Regions from separate parts of the Rattus norvegicus genome. Here region 2 is linked to region 1. The links are chromatin contacts, called in public Hi-C maps. All regions are on one chromosome and are shown on one strand. The core of a region is the stretch at or near the end of the contact, and the rest is flanking DNA. Distances in the headings are between cores, read along the strand shown.

What was found. Hi-C and Micro-C count contacts between places; a contact is called where the count stands out from the background.
Region 2: a contact with region 1 is called in a Hi-C map of psoas muscle, with 2.3 times the contacts expected there. The contact joins the promoter of Mafb here to the enhancer-like site in region 1. A contact is called at or near these places in 2 of 12 Hi-C or Micro-C datasets (hepatocytes and psoas muscle).

Annotation. Positions count from the first base shown.
Region 1 is chr3:169,102,758-169,107,689 of GRCr8, forward strand. No RefSeq gene overlaps it. Among named protein-coding and RNA genes, the nearest start is that of Mafb, 310 kb to the right of the region's middle. Within about 2 kb of position 2,239, at least 4 of the 93 cell types and tissues checked have an H3K27ac peak or open chromatin away from gene starts, as enhancers often do.
Region 2 is chr3:169,417,498-169,422,429 of GRCr8, forward strand. It overlaps Mafb (MAF bZIP transcription factor B), which reads right to left and starts at 2,313. Exons shown (of 1, transcript NM_019316.2): 1 at 393-2,313. The coding sequence starts at 2,279. The coding sequence ends at 1,308.

The DNA.
Region 1 (4,932 bases), core at 989-3,488:
AAACAGAGAATACATAGAAATTAAAGTTCACACCTTTGTGCTACACCTGTAGGAATTAATAGTTATCCCCTTGTTTGTTGGCAAGATGTCTATCCTGTACCCTTGAGGAAAAGCTCACTATGCTTTAGAAGACAGCATTCCTGGGAAGACTATTTTTATAGTTATGTGAATACCCAGAGTCAGGGCTAAATTATGATGTGGGGTTCTAGTCCTTGCAGAGATCTGAAGGAACATCTCTGTCTCTAAACACTACAAAGTTTCTGGCAGAGGACACTCTGGCCCTCTGTAACATATACAGGGGCTCACATATCCAATTTTCAGGGATGAGAACTGAACCTATATATCAAATTTTGATTTTGCCTACATTGTATTATCCCACTTCCGTATGCCCTAGAAGTTGACAGAGTTCCTCAGTTGTGCTTCCAAACATAAGTCAGTGAAAGTGTGTGTAGAAACCTCATGAGTATGTATGACTATGTGTAAATTATGTGTGTGCATAAATACCACACTACTACTATTCCATGTGTTTGTTATGTGGTGGGACAACTTTTGGATGAGGCAACATGGTGATTTATGAACAACCGTTCCAGCCAGTGGCTAGTGTAGACATCAACACAGATGATCCTGAGAAACACTGATGTAGAAATAAAACATCTTTTTTCTGAAGAGAAACAGAAGAGGGGTGCATCTGGGGGAAGAGGGGAGATGGTGGAAGGGAGCTGGGAGGAGAGGAGGGAGTAGAAACTGTAGTGATACACTGTATGAGAAAGGAATACATTTTTTAAAAATCTGAAGTGGGGAACCAAGAAGTTGGTGTGGTCTTTCCTAGTGACGAGGTATGAAATTGGGAGGTTCAGGAAGGCTTCTAGAAGGAGCTGGCCTTTGATGTGAATTCTAAACACAGAGATCCACTACCCAGGATGAGTTACTTCACAGGTAGAAGTAGAGAAACTTATTTCTGACAGACGTGAGAGATGACACTGAGGAGGTTGAGAACACATTCCTGTTTGCTGGGCCTGGGATTAGGGAAAATGTGAGTGAAAACTATGACAGGGAAGTTTGTTTAAGGCACACCATAGGCAACGGGGACATGAGCTGTGAATTCAAAGTATTAGTCTGCAGGTGAGGGTGGCCACTGAGGACAGTGATGGAGCTAAAATAAATCTTTCCCTTCACTAAATTGTTTCTGTCTGCTATTTTGTCATGGTTATGAGGAAAGTGACTAATACAGAGAATGAAAGGCAGATTGAAGAGTAAGGGGTAAATTAGCCTCCTCATTTAATCCTCATGGCACTGAGTACAATGCCAATGCATCTCAGTACAGTTTAGAGGCAAGCTGTGTCTGTAAATCTGGTTCTCAACAGGGAAGGAAGTCGAATATATCTTTCTTACATTTTCAGACATGTGTTGAACTCATTTAAAATGCTGTTTGAAAATTCCTTATAACTTTTTAACATTTTCTCCAGTCACCTCAAGTCAAAGCCTAGTGGACATCATGAGCCATTTCTAGAATTTATTTTAAAAAAAATTACCATCTTATTTACTGATCTAAAGCACTCAAGAGATACTAGAACTCAGGCACTTAGAAGAGGAGCTTGCTTACAGTTCCAGAAGGCTAGCTTGCCCACACTGACTTCTACCCTCATGTTCTTCCCACAGTATCTTGGCCTAGAGTATTCTGTGGTAATGGTCACAATCAAAAGTTTAGACATTCTCATGTTTTGATCTTAACCAAAAAATAACTTGATTGGTTAACTAAACAATTGTCTGTTTGCACATTGGTTTATAAATCAGAAACTCAAAACTAGCCTGCTAACGAGTTTACACAGATGACACATTTAGACTAAGTTAGCCGTGTCGTGAACACTCCCTGTGCAGACTACTGAAATTTTAACCTATCTTTTTTTTTTAAAAAAAAAAAAAAGCCACTAATTTCAGTTCTAAACATCCCATTCTAGCTTCCCCAACCTTCCTTCTTGGACTCTATGTTGTCCTTGTCCCGAGAAGTTTGGTAATCCTGGATATGCTCTTTCTCCATTAGATACAGCCACCCCTGCTCTGGTCTCTGCCTCAGGCCTGCTTTTCATTGGGCGCTGTTTTTAGAATTGAAGCCCCATCCTGACCTCCAATCTATCTGGCTGGGCCTCAAACACCTGTTCAGCCTACACATTGGTGCCATTCTCTAAGCAAGGCAACCTGCCTAGAACCTGACCCTGCATGACTGATTACCCCTTGTAGGACACTCCACTGCCATCTGTGGGCCCCGGATCAGATCCCTGTAGATTTATTTCCAGACTGGCAAGAGTTGTGGTCACTTGTCCCAGTTTCTTAGCACCTAAATGCAAGCCTGCCCCATCTTGACTTCCTCCCTTTCTTTTACACAGTCTCTGAGTTCACAGCCTGGGCGTTTTAAGGCATTGGGAGGGGAGAGATCTCAGAAATCTAAACTCTGCAGTCTACAAATGAGGAACTGTGGCTCAGGGAGGGGAAGCACATTCCCCCTTGTCACACCCAGAGCATGTAACAGATGTGAGATTCAAGTCCAATGACTGAGCAGCAAGTGGCCAGGAACCTGGTTAGAATGCCAGGGTTGGGGCCTCTCTCTGGTGGCCTTTCATCATCTACAAGGACATTTCTTTCTGCGACCACACATTTAGCAGGTGATGTCTTTTTATAAAAGTAGTCAAGGTCTTCTATTTTAAAAGAGAGCCACCTCCTTTTCCAGGATCCAGGAATGGTCATGGTATTATGGTCTGTTTGTAGCTTCTGATAGCTGCCACACAGGATGAAGAAGAGTCACTGGAAATCTTGTCACGAGAAAAGAGTTGGCACTTTTCTTTCCTTCCATTTTCTGTGACCTAAAAGAAGGTTTAGGACCAAAGGGTCCATATAGTTATCAATTCATCACATCCTCCTGGCTTTGATAAAACCTACTCATTGATTCAACGAGCTGTTTGGATTGTTAATAAGAGTCCTTACAGCCATATCCAGAATGGTGTAGAGACAGACAGACAAACACATGCAGAACCTGACCAGGAAAATGTGTGCTTAGTGTAATTTGGCGTGTATTCTATATAATTGTGGGGGATGGTCTTTACTTATTCTCTTCGGTACCGCTAGAGCCTTTATCTGGATGTTTCCATATATGACCAAATTCTGAATTGAGAAATTAGCCCAGAGTTGAAATCTCCTTAAATTCCATCTCCTTTGTCCTCTATCTATTGACATGTAGTTTTTGATAGGGCAGACGAAGTCGACAGACTGCTCCTAACATTTACCAAACAAAGAACTCTGTCCTGATTGAGAGAGAGAGAGAGAGAGAGAGAGAGAGAGAGAGAGAGAGAGAGGAGAGAGAGAGACAGAGACAGAGACAGAGACAGAGACAGAGACAGAGAGAGAGAGCTGTGTGTGTGTGTGTGTGTGTGTGTGTGTGTGTAACCATAAGCTAGACCAGTAATATGCAAGTGCTTCGCACATCATTAAAGCATTTAAATCTCCTTCTGAATGCACACTGCAGATCCTTCAGACCCAAGGGAGGCTGGGTGGGTTCAGTACAGATGGCCAGTTGCATGCCTCGTCTCCATGACATGGGAGCACAGGTATCGCTAGATCCAGAGAGATCTTAAGATCAATAAAATAATGAACCTTTATCAGAAAAGACTGTTTGTAAACAACAAAACGCAAACATGGTGGACACGTGGAGACTATTTTCAAATACTAGTCATGCTTTCAGATATGATTCTGATTCAGGTATGAACCTTCCCTTCTGTGCTGGCTGATTTGGGGAAGTATTGTGACTTCTTTCACTGTGTTCAGAATGAGATAAGGTGTTGCCCTGCATTCCCTGTGCTACCAAGACCAATTTCTAAGGTTCTGAAGAGACTTTGAAAAAGGCGGTTGACTAGATTGATCAGGGAGACACACGCAGCCATGCTCACTTGCAAGATGAGAGAGGCTTGCCACCTTTGCTGTGGTAAGGCCTGTATCTATTTACCTCAAGAAAGCACGATTCCCCCCCCCCAAATCATGCATTCTCCCCAAAACATCTGATCTCAATGTGTGAAACAGAAATGTGGAGTTAAGGAGGCCCCTTGCCAAACCATAGTTAAGATAGAATTTTCTTATTAAGCGTAGTTTCCTTGTAGACAATTAACACAGGGTATGCCTCTCTCTCCTGCCCTGGGTAGAAAGTCTGAGCTTACCAACGAGAATGTAGATTTACAGGACAACATGGATATTTACCAATAACAGCATGGAGCAGAGACCCACACTGTGGAGGACGGAGAGAAGAGTAGCTCCCCTGAGAAGCACTCTGCTGGTGTAGGGACAAGGCCAGAATTGCTAGCCCTTGGGGGTTTTATTTGTTTTCCCTGCAAGAGACAATAGTAGCAGAAAAGAATCCAATGGGAGCTCCCACAAACCCCAACCAAGTAGACAAGATGTTAGAGTCAAATAGCTGGGGAAGGGGTACTAATCTTCAATTTGGAATTGGGCAGAATGCCTACCCCTTCAAACTAGAAGGTCATCTTCAAAAACAGTGAGAACCTAGAAGGTCAGAAACCATGCAAAGATTGAAATCGTCCTACCTGGCTTCTTTCCCCACATTTAGCTGGGTATATGTCTCAGGATATGCATATATGTTTTTCTATATATGCCTGTCTTCACAGCTAAGACAAGAAAAAGGGAGGAAAGCCCTTCTGCCACAGGACTTCATGGGCATCCCAGCATAACATTCATAATAATGACTCTGTCACTCATCAAAGATGCTCTACAGGCCAGCCCTCCCCGGGCCTCAGCAGCTCTCTGATCCCACAGCCAGCTCAGCCTGTAATTGCAAACACCCTGCCCTGGGGAAATGTCAGGTTCTGTGAAGACACTTGGGCTTTGCTGGTGTGTGTAAAATGCAAGTTCAAGGGGACTTCTTAACATCAG
Region 2 (4,932 bases), core at 1,063-3,562, 310 kb after region 1:
GGGAGAAATAGTTTTCACCCTAAGCCCTGGCGGGGAGGGAGCTCGCAATTAGCGCCCTTCTGGAGCATTCCAAACCAGCCCTGTGTTGACTTCTTAGGACGCAAAGCCGGTCTTTCTTTTCTTCGTGTGTGTGTGTGTGTGTGTGTGTGTGTGTGTGTGTGTGTGTGTGTGTGTGTGTGTGGTGGGGGGTGGGGGTGTCAATTTGGCCCCAAGACCAGGCAGTGATAGTGGACACGCTCCTGCACGGTGTGGATCTCCGCAACTGCCTCTCCCTTAGCTTTCCCTCAACACCAACAAAACTCAAAACTGAAGTGGGAAGGAAGAGGAGAGCGAAGAAACAAATTCCAAGGATCCCCCGGACAAAGTTGGGCTTGGTTTTTTTTTCTTTCTTTCCTTTATTTTTACTTACAAACAAAAAAATGCCATAATAATAAACCCAAACATAGACTCAGCTTGCTGCTACCTTCTCAATGTGGTTTGGCCGGGCGGGTAATTTACAAGCCGGCCGGCGACTGAAACTCCGCTCGCTTGCTCGCTCGCAGCCGCAGCCGCAGGAACTGCATCCCTTCTCACCCAAAGAAACAAGGGGGTTATGATTCATGATCAACAACATGCTAAAGTTAAACAAGAAAAATGGTACAAAATAGAAATTATTACCATACATGTCCAGCATGCAGGATTAATATTTTTAATGCAGATTTTCGTATTTTTTCTATATAATCGAGCAGGCATTAAAACTGATGAGATTTTTTTTTTCCTTCGCGCGCCGAAAGTCCTAACTGAGGCCCGCGTCTCCGGCTGAGAGCCAGTGTTCACCATACTCTGGACAGACAGAGCTGTCCGTTTTTCCTTCCTTAGCTCAGCCTTGCCTCGCGCCCACGGGGACTCCAGAGTCCCTCTCCTCTCCTCTGCTCTTCCTGGGGGCGAACTGAGTTCTGGGCTGCAAAGCGGCGGCCCTGGCACTCACAAAGTTCTCAGAGCCAGAAGTGTCCGGACGGCCTTGGCGACTCCTTGGAATATGCCTCGCGGGCTTCCAGCTTGGAGAAAAGTTACTCCGGGACCTCCCACCGCCCGGGTCTCTCTAACTCTGCCCAAGTCTAAGAGGCTGCGCTGCCCTCTTCTTAGCCAAGGTGCTCTACCCGCCCGTGCTCCCGCCCGTCTCCCGCGGCCCGCGCGTCCTTCCTCCCTCTAGCTCGAGTCAGGCAGGTCAAGGCCGGGGCCATGGCAGGGACAGGGAGTCCAGGGCTGGGGACACAGGATAGGGAGTCCGGGCCAGGGCAATGGCGGGGGCCGGGACCCGCTACGACTCACAGAAAGAACTCAGGAGAGGAGGGGCTGTCGCTGGTGGAGCCCGCCTCCCTGAAGCCGGAGTTGGCGAGTTTCTCGCACTTGACCTTGTAGGCGTCTCTCTCGCGGGCCAGCCGGGACACCTCCTGCTTAAGCTGCTCCACCTGCTGAATGAGCTGCGTCTTCTCGTTCTCCAGGTGATGTTTCTGCTGGACGCGTTTATACCTGCACGACTGGGCGTAGCCCCGGTTCTTCAGGGTCCGCCGCTTCTGCTTCAGGCGGATCACCTCGTCCTTGGTGAAGCCCCGCAGGTGGCGGTTCAGCTCACGCACGGACATGGACACCAGCTGGTCGTCAGAGAAGCGGTCCTCCACACTACCGTTGCTGCCCGCAGCCGTCGCCGCGGCTGCCGCGTGCGGTCCCGGCCCCGGGTGACTAGTGGGCAGCTGTTGCGCCGGACTGGCAGCGCTGGACGGCGGCGGTGATGCTTGGTGATGGTGGTGATGGTGCGGGTGAGCGTGCGGGCCCAGCTCATCGTGAGTCACACCGGCTCCTGGGTACCCGTGGTGCGGATGAGGGTGGTGGTGGTGGTGATGGTGGTGCGCACTACGGAAGCCGTCGAAGCTCTGCAGCGGCTGTGGCACTGGGTGCGAGCCGATGAGCGCCTCCACCGCGTCCTCGGGTGTCAGGTTGAGTGCCTCGGGATTCATCTGCTGGTAGTTGCTCGCCATCCAGTAGAGGTCCTCGAGATGGGTCTTCTGTTCAGTCGGACTGAAGCTGGGAGAAGAAGGCACGGAGCTGCACGGTGTGCTGAGCGGGGTGGACGACACCGAACCAGCCGGCTGCAGGCGTGTGCATGGCCGGCCGGGACGCTCCGCACGCCCCAGTGGCTCCTTCTTCACGTCGAACTTGAGAAGGTCGAAGTCGTTGACGTACTCCATGGCCAGCGGGCTGGTGGGCAGCTCTGGCCCCATGCTCAGCTCCGCGGCCATCGCTAAAAGCGAGGCTCAGCCGCCGCTGCCGCGGGGGAAACTTTGCGGCCGGCCGGGACGCGCCGAGCCAAACGCGGGGGCGAAGAGCGGCAAGCCGGGGAGGCGGGGAGCCGAGGGCGCAGCGGGCCGGGGCCGCCGGCCAAGCCTTTGTCTGGGGACGCGGCGGCGCGCCGGAGAGTCCTCCCGAGGCTGCCTGAGCTGCCCCGGAGCTCGGGGCTGCGACCGCGCCGGGAACGAGTCAGGTCGAGCCGGGGCAGGGTAGAGAAGCTGGCGAGGTGCGCGCAGGGGCAGAGGGGAGGCGCAGGGCAAAGCGCCCGCCGCTCGCTCTCCGGCTCTTTGGCTCTAGGGCTTTCTTGCTTGCAGCCGCTCGCAGCCCGGCGGTGCAGCTGTGCAGGAGCTGGCGCCGCCGCCTCCTTTTATCGCTTCCTGATGTCACTGGAGCGCGGGGGCCCAAGCGGCCCGGCGAGTTGGCCAATGGCTGCACGGCCCCCGCGGCCCAGCGACGCTGGGCGGGGCGTGCCTGACAGCTCCCCCGCCCCCCGCGTCAGCTGACTAGAGGCCGGAGGAGCCCCGAAGCGGCTGAGGCCTGGAGGAGGGCTGGAGCCGAGTGGGACGGACCGCCTGGTCCCAACCCCCAACACCCTCTGAGTCGAGGTTCCCGCACGCTTGCCTTCGGTGCGCGCCCCACTTCTGGACCCAGCCGCCGTTCCCACCCCCCTGTCTGCACTCACGCCTCCCTAGATACTCTTTACACTCCCACTCTCAGCCCGTGTCACCCCCACGTAGGCTCAGAATAAGCGCCGGGATGTCGCTTCCCTGGCCCTTTGTTCCCAAGCGGCCCCCGCCCAGTGGGCGACGCTCCGTGTGTCCTCGGCGCCGCGGGCCGAGTGAATGTGTGTCGTGCGTGCCTGTGTTTCTGTAGGTCTGAGCTAATGTATGCGGTGGGGGGATTGCGGGGTTGGGGCTCCAAGAGTTCTGTTCAGATCTAACTCTTAACCTCTAGGAAGGTTCCTCAGGCCAAGAGACGCTGTTCCTCTCCTAGTCGGTTCAGTGATCGAGCTCAGAAGACAGAGCTCCAGTAGTCTCGCCCTCCGTACATTCGCCCCCCACCCCCAAAAATGCTCCCAAAGAAGGTAAACAAAAAGAAAAAGAGTCGGCCCAAAGGCTCTGAATACCTTTCACTTGCCAGTCGTGTGGAAACCTGACAACTCCGAGGTTCGGAGCTGAGACCAACAGCGGTCTGTGCACTCAGTGGCTCTGGGATGCTGGGGAGCCGGGCCCTGTTTTTGTCTGAACATTTTGTAAGGATTAAGCCGAGCCAAGCTTCTGACGGCTGCAGGGAGATTCAAACAGGCATAAAGTGCGACCCCAAGTGGCCACGGGACGCAAAGGCGCCCTGAACTGGTTAGTTCTGTACGGGAAGGCTAGGACCGCGCCTCCGACCCGTGCAGGTCCTACTGACTGACCCGACCAAGCCAGGCCTGAACTCAGGCTGAGTGCGCCCTGGAATCCAGGGCAGACCCCTCTGAAACTATGCACAGGCCCTCCGATCCCATCTTCGGACTCAACCACTAACCCTCTCCGGTCACTTTTTCTGAAATTCCGTATTCTGAATTCCACACCTTCGAGGTGTGCTTATGGGCTACTCCCCTCGAGGGAGGAAGGTCCTGAGCTGGAAAGATCAGAGTCCTAAAATGAAAACGCCAGGTAAAGAGGGTCCAGGGCTACCGGGTGAGAAACTTCTCCGGAGCGCAGACGGGAGGCGGAACGCAACACACTAGGCTTTCAGACAAGGCTGTAGGGCGCCGACAGAGACTCCCTACCCTGCCAGAAGGGCTGGAAATGTAGGGCTTTCCTCAGACCCCGACCCCAACACCCAAAGTGAATAGATGTCGAATTCGCTGCATCCGGAGATCCGACCCGCCTCCCACGTCGCTTTCTGCTTCCAAGCTCAGGACGCGGAAAGATGAGCGGAGGAAAGCGCGCTGGGTGAGTGTGTCCTGGCTGCCCTCCGCACCGGACCTGCCCGCCAACGTCGCGCAAGGGGGCCAGTGGCCCGCAGCACTGACAACCAGATCAGACCTTTTCCCCTCTCACAGAAAGAAAAATTTGCCTCCGATCAATAAAAAAAGCCTTTTCTCCCCTCTTAAATCCTTAGGAAAGACGGGGCAGAGAGTGGTCTAGGGAGCCTAATTTTAACCAAAAAGGTGTTTTTTAACTAAAATTTCACCTAAAAGGTTTAGATCAGTGAACTGCTGGGGAAATCTCCTCGAACCCTTTTGAGAAGTGCGCTCTCGGCATAAATGATTCGATTGCCTAGGCAGAGAGCCGAGGGCAGTTAGGCTGAACCTCCCGCAAATGAGGTGGGCGCTGGGGACATTTACTCTCCTTGTAAGAGTCCCAGCTGCTACGAGGAGAGCACACGCTCGGATCTTGGCTCAGCCAGGGGACGTCTTGAGCCCATGTCAGGTTTAGAGTTCGGGCTTCTGCAAACCTGGGTTCCAGCCTGGACCACCACTTAACTCCCTTAACACTCACCGGGCTCCAGCTTTAGCCTTCCCCCCGCCCACCCCCACCCCCACCCCACCCCCAGTCATCTGAGACGTAGCACTTCCCGAGTGCGCGCCTCGCTGCACACCCTCCTGGGAACACC